Regions from separate parts of the Mus musculus genome. Here region 2 is linked to region 1. A link is a contact called in public HiChIP or PLAC-seq data. All regions are on one chromosome and are shown on one strand. The core of a region is the stretch at or near the end of the contact, and the rest is flanking DNA. Distances in the headings are between cores, read along the strand shown. Region 1 holds the start of Stag1 (stromal antigen 1). Region 2 overlaps Stag1 (stromal antigen 1).

The links. HiChIP or PLAC-seq counts read pairs in DNA pulled down with a chosen protein or histone mark.
Region 2: an H3K27ac HiChIP or PLAC-seq map of microglia shows a contact between it and region 1, with 7 times the contacts expected there. The contact joins the enhancer-like site here to the promoter of Stag1 in region 1. A contact is called at or near these places in 1 of 15 datasets of contacts at CTCF or cohesin (large pre-B cells), 3 of 484 Hi-C or Micro-C datasets (bone marrow-derived macrophages, nephron progenitors and neutrophils), 14 of 115 datasets of contacts at active chromatin or transcription factors (the SCID.adh cell line, T-cell acute lymphoblastic leukemia, bone marrow-derived macrophages and 11 more) and 3 of 9 other capture datasets (adipose tissue, liver and pancreatic islet).

What each region holds. Positions count from the first base shown.
Region 1 is chr9:100,641,941-100,644,819 of GRCm38.p6, forward strand. Stag1 (stromal antigen 1) reads left to right here and starts at 1,508. Exons shown (of 34, transcript NM_009282.4): 1 at 1,508-1,856.
Region 2 is chr9:100,874,488-100,877,366 of GRCm38.p6, forward strand. All of the region lies in intron 14 of Stag1 (stromal antigen 1), which reads left to right. It also overlaps the pseudogene Gm3081. Among named protein-coding and RNA genes, the nearest start is that of Pccb, 160 kb to the right of the region's middle. Within about 2 kb of position 1,389, at least 1 of the 459 cell types and tissues checked has an H3K27ac peak or open chromatin away from gene starts, as enhancers often do. A contact at or near this core is called in microglia, where this site is marked.

The DNA of each region.
Region 1 (2,879 bases), core at 258-2,757:
CTTCAGACATGTGCCTGGGTAAGGAACATTGTGATAGTACAGCAAGTTGAGGGAGTTAACAGCCTTGATTGTTTTTAAAGATAAATGGAAACTAAAAAAAAAAAACAAAACAAAAAACAAAACAAAACAGAAAGCACCTAGAAGATAAAATACTGAAGCTATTCTAGAAAAAAAAAAGGCAATGGCATTCAGGCAGGGCTGGACTGGGGAGAGAAGGGAATGGGGGATGGTTAAACTAGGTGAGATTTTTTTGAGATCACGACTACAAACATGTTGATAGAATATCAGCTCTTTATCAGAGTCCCACACATTCGATAGATTAAATTACATATGACTATGGCTTGGAGCCCGCACCGTCTTTTAACAAGGCAAGCTAAAAACAGGCTCTGCAGAGAACACAATAGGAAGTCAATCAGAGGCTAGTAAACGAGATACTTTGCTGAAAGGACTGTCACGAATTCATACCAAAGTTCCTCCAGTGATGTGGAACGCACTTTGCAACCTTTGGGATACATTCCAGAGACAATTGAGGTACTAGCTAGCTAGCCAGCCCTCAAGACTATAAACAAGTTTAACGTTTCTAAGGAGATATTGAAAATGCAGCTGCCTCTGCCAATAAAAAAAAATTGAGTCAGCAATGAGGCTGATGACCTACAAGACCAAGAATTCACTTTTGTAGTGCGGAGTTAATAAGCAGGCGGAAGGTTAGGAGAGCCTTGGTCAAGGACAGCTTAGGTAGAGAGCAGCAGGGAAGGAAGGGGTCAAGATCTACGCCTGGCTATTTCCCTTTCGGCTAGGCTCCATTATTCGCACGTCCATTTGAGAACCACAGAAAGCAGTCCTAGGCTGTGGGAGAATCTGATTGCTCGCAGAGTCTATCTTCACCGTGTAGCTTCTCCTTTCTCACTAACTAGCCAATGCTGCCGCCTTATGCAAAGCTTGCACCTCGGCGAGAACCTGCTTTACAGAGGCAGGACGACGCCAATCGGCCTGGAGCGGTCACTGTTTCCTTTTAGCTCCGCGGCAGGCAGGGGGTTCGTCCCAGTGCTCGAAACCTTTTCAACCTCGTTCTGAAAAAGCGCCTCATCAATAATAATAAACCGCGCGTTCAATTCTAGCTTGGAGACTCCCGCTAACCGGGGAGGGAGCAGGGCTCGGGGGCGCGTTGGCACGGCTCACCCCGATAACGGGCGGGTGTGGGCGGCTGGCAGCCTCAGGGCGGGAGCGGAGCGCGGCCCCCGCCGGGGAGGGGCCTCGGCGGAAGAGCCGGGGGCGGACTTCTTCCAGGCTCTTGGAGAAGCTCTAAAAATGGCGGGCGGCAACCCAGCGAGCGGGTCGCGCAGGCGCCGCGGAGTCCGTCCTTCCGCTCGCCTGGGGCGGCCCAGGAGCTGTCCACAGCGCCCTCGTCCAGACGTCTCCGCGGCTCGCCATTGGCCGAGCGGAGCAGGAGCCTCGCAGAGGGGGGCGGTGCAGCCACGCAAAAGGCCACGTTTCCCGCGCCGCTGCTGCGCGTGCGCGCCCCCCGGAGGCGAGCGATGGCGCGCGGCCCCGTCCGAGGGCCCCTGCTCGCGCCTCAGCTCCCTCCCCTTTCCGGGCAGGCCCGTCCTGTCAGCGGAGCAGTGAGCAGCGCGGCCAGCAGAGGGCGGTCGGGACCCGAGTCTGCAGCGGCGCCATTGGCGTGTGGAAAATGCCACCAGATGGCGGGTTAGGATTGCAGCTCCGTTGAAGGCGCGGCCCCCGCTCCCGAACCCCCGGCGACCACCCCGTAACCACCCCCCCACCTCGGGAATAACACACCGGAGACTTTTGGGGGGAAACTAGGTCGACGGCCGACAGCGCCCGGATGGGCAGCTGAGGTGAGCGCGGGCGGCGGCGGCGGCGGCGGGGGGCGGGAAAGGGGGAAATGCGGCGGCGGCGGCGGCAGCGGCGCGGGGGCTGGAAGCGCCGATCCAAGATGGAGGCCGGGCGAGAGCTTGGGAGCGCGAGCGGCGAGCGGCGGGCGGGCGGGCGGGCCGGCGCGGGCCCCGCGCGGGGGAGGGAGGCCGCGCGGGCCTGTGCGCGGCGCGGCGCGGCGGCTGCAGGCGGGCGGCCGAGCGTCCGGGACCCGCTGTGGGCGCGGCGGGCGCTCCGCTTCCCTCCACCCCTCCCCGCGGGCCGCGAAAACGGTGCCCCCGCCCGCCCGGGCTCCGCGGCGGTAGCGCGGAAGCCTTTGTGGCGCGCTCGGGCCCGCCGCCAAGCCCGCCCTCCGCCCCCCCGCCCGGGCTCTCGGGACTCGCCCGCGCCCGGGCCAGCCTAGGCGGGCTGGCGCGAACGCCTTCCGCCGCCCTGCGTTTCTGCGGTGCTTTGGCGGCGGCGGCGTCACATGACAAGGAGCTCGCTTCTGTCGAGGGTCCTGGGGGTCGCTCAGCCCAGACTGCTGTCCCAGGCCCCTGCTTTGCTGGGGTGGGGTAGGGCTGAGGACCTGGGCCGACGGGACGTCGCAGTCCTGGCTTTCCCGCTATCCGCCGTCCGAGCTCCGGGTGAAACGTGTCCAGGCCGGAGCACTGCCCCGCTAGTTTCCCAATCCCCCGGGAGATGAGGCCAATAAAAGTTGTTTTTCCTCTTCCCTGAAGGTGGGGGGCGGGATGAAGAGCTGGGAAACCCGAGTGCTGGGAGCTGGACTTGGAGGGGTCCGAACCGAGTGCTGTTTGTGTGTAGTAGGGACCACAACATTTTCTGGTTTTCGGATTGTCACGTCACCCGCTTCTGTCTACGTTAGGATTGTTACTGATTCTTTCCACATTGCAGACAGTCGTGTCCTGGGAGTGTTAAGCTCTGGGGTGGTTTTGGAGCCCTATAGACCCCAAATAGTGCAGTTTGTGGTAGCGAGTTATTTGCTG
Region 2 (2,879 bases), core at 139-2,638, 230 kb after region 1:
GAAAGAAAAAGTTTAAACTAAAATCATTTAAGAAGCAGTGATTCAAAAATGAGAGAGAGAAAAAGAAAGAAGTGCAAACTTATAGTTTTATTGTATTATGTAACAAGAACTCTATAGAGAGCGTGGAACAGTGGGGGTTTTAATGGATAAGTTTTCTATGAACTACATATTATATATTGAAGATCAATGAAGACGTTTTCTAACAAAGTGGAAGCTGAATACAGTAAAAGAAACAAATGTAGGAAACTTTGGTAACTAAGGTTAAGTTTTGATGCTACATATAACTGATATTTAATCAATTTTTACATTCTTAAAACTGTAGAAGCAGCTGGAGTGTGGTAGTTGCACGCCTTCAATCGCAGCACTTGGGAGGCAGAGGCAGGCGGATTTCTGAGTTCGAGGCCAGCCTGGTCTACAGAGTGAGTTCCAGGACAGCCAGGGCTACACAGAGGAAACCCTGTCTCGAAAAACCAAAAAAAAAAAAAAGAAAAAGAAAAGAAAAAATCCAACCAAACAAACAAAAAAACTGTAGAAGCATAATGTTCTAATTAAATAAGGAAGGAAAATGTACAGCAAACCTGATATTAGAAAAATATATCACAAAAATAAAATAAATTGAATGATAGTATAAGGAAGAATTGTAAAGGGAAGGAACCTGTTATGCTGTCACCCTGTCTAGCCTCTCTGGTTATCCCTGCCTCCTTGCCCTTGCCTCTGGTGCATGTTCTCCCAAGTCATGACGGATTTCTAGTACTTCATAACCAGTTAGAAAGGGATACATTTTTAAATCAAAAGCCAAGCTCACTCAGGTATAGTGGCACAGGCTTTTAATCTCAGCACTGAGGATGCAAAGGCAGGCAAATATCTGGAATTAAGGGCAGCCTGATCTATATAGTGAGTTCTAAGACAGCCAGAGATGTATAGAGACCCTGTCTCAAACCACCACTGTTCCCCCCCCCCATAAAAAGCCAAACTCAAAAAAAGAAGGAAGATATGAAGATAGTGATTGCCACTGACTGTCAAGTAGATGTTAGCTTTCTCTTTCCAGATACAGTGTATGCAGACTGGCACCCTAGAACGGTTGCCTTTATGTACTGAGCTATGCCAAGAGTCACCTAAGCTCGAACATCATGACTGTCCACATATTTGTGAAGATCCACGTCCTGTGATTTGAGTCTTGGCATCCAAGTGGACAAGATAAGAGATTATAAATGCTTGAAGTGCAAAGATCCCTGTGTTCAGAAAATGGCAACAGTCTGTGTGGCAAAATTCCGTGATCTTGATCTGCAGATGGTAGATGAGGGATTTCTCCATTCTCTTTGGGATCTCATAGCAGATCCAGATCCAGTGATGATGACCAATAATACTGTAGCATCATTGTTTGAGATCAGCAACTTCTTCACTCGGAAACAACAGGAAATCCACATGCTTCTCACATCCTTGAATGAGTGCACTGAATGGAGCCAGGTTGTTTGTTTGTTTGTTTGTTTGTTTTTCATCCTTGATAGTCTATAAAATTAGACACCTAAAGATGACCTAGAAACTCAGCATCTGTCAGGAAGTAGCTTCTTGATAACTATGCCAACTCAGCAGTAAAATTCTAAAGAAATTTCTAGAATCGTCACCCAAAGACTGTAACTACCACAATAGGCTATTGGAGAAGTTCTCCCTTTTGCTTGTTACTGCACTGTCTGGAGAACCAAGGATTCTGTCTGTGTTAAAATAGAGAAGTTGCGCATTGTGATTCTTCTTCTATCTCGAGTGCACATTGCTCAGGTTCTGGCAGAACTAAAGAAATACATACCACTGAGATGGATTTGATTTTGTTTCCAAAGCTGTTCAGGCCATTGTGTAATATGACATTGCACTGAGACAGTTAGCAGACTATCTGTGTAAGCACTTTGCTTAATCTAATCCAGACCAAAGTATAAATTAAGTTGTTCAAGAGGCAGTTATTATCATCAGGATCGTATTCTGCAAGTTCTCCAAGTGTAAGCATTTCGCTGCCATTCTCTGTAAGCTGAAACCCTGGATGAGCCCATTATCAAGCAGCTATGAACTGTAGGAGATTATGCTGAAAGAATCTGTAATGCAGTTGAGTTACTAGTGTGCTTTCTGGACGGTTTTCTTGAAAGTACCAAGGTACAGCTGATTCTGCTTATCACTTTAGTGAATCTGTTTACAAAGAAACACGAGTATGCAGGAACTGGTCCAGTAGGTCTTGAGATTGGCCCCAAAGTATTCTGATAATCCTGATCTTGAAAATCAGGGTTTTATTTATTGTCACATTTTTTTTTCTTTCAACTGATCTTGTTGACAGCAACAAGAATTAGTAGTAGCAGCAAAGAAGTAGTCTTCTCCAAGAAACCATTGATCTCAGAGGAAACATACTTCTTTAGGCCAATCCTATTGGATGAACAAATTGGCCACGTAGTTTCCTTGGCATCTGTGACCCATAAACCTCTAAATGCTTTTGCAGAATGGAGTCATGACACCCATTACAAACATGCTCACTTATCATGATTGCACTGATGCAGGTGGCAACCCTGGTTCCATTGCCACTGTAACCAGCTGGAACAGCCTTAGCTCATCCCTTCTCACGATGATGATCTGTGAGGTCTCTTAAATCTTAACCTGGGTCCCCCAGTAAAGGTATCACAATGTCCTGTATGTAACAGGAGCTCTGGTTCTTTTGGGGAAGAGGACTGGATAGTCTGATAGAATAATCCTTCATCCTGTCTCTAGTACCAGCAAACTTTGCTCCTTGTCCTACTGCTGTGATCTACCATGGTTCAAATGGCAGGCTTGAACTTCTCACAGGGATAGAAAGGATACCTAGTGGATATGTGGCTCCTAAGGCAGTCTGGTTATCTGCATTA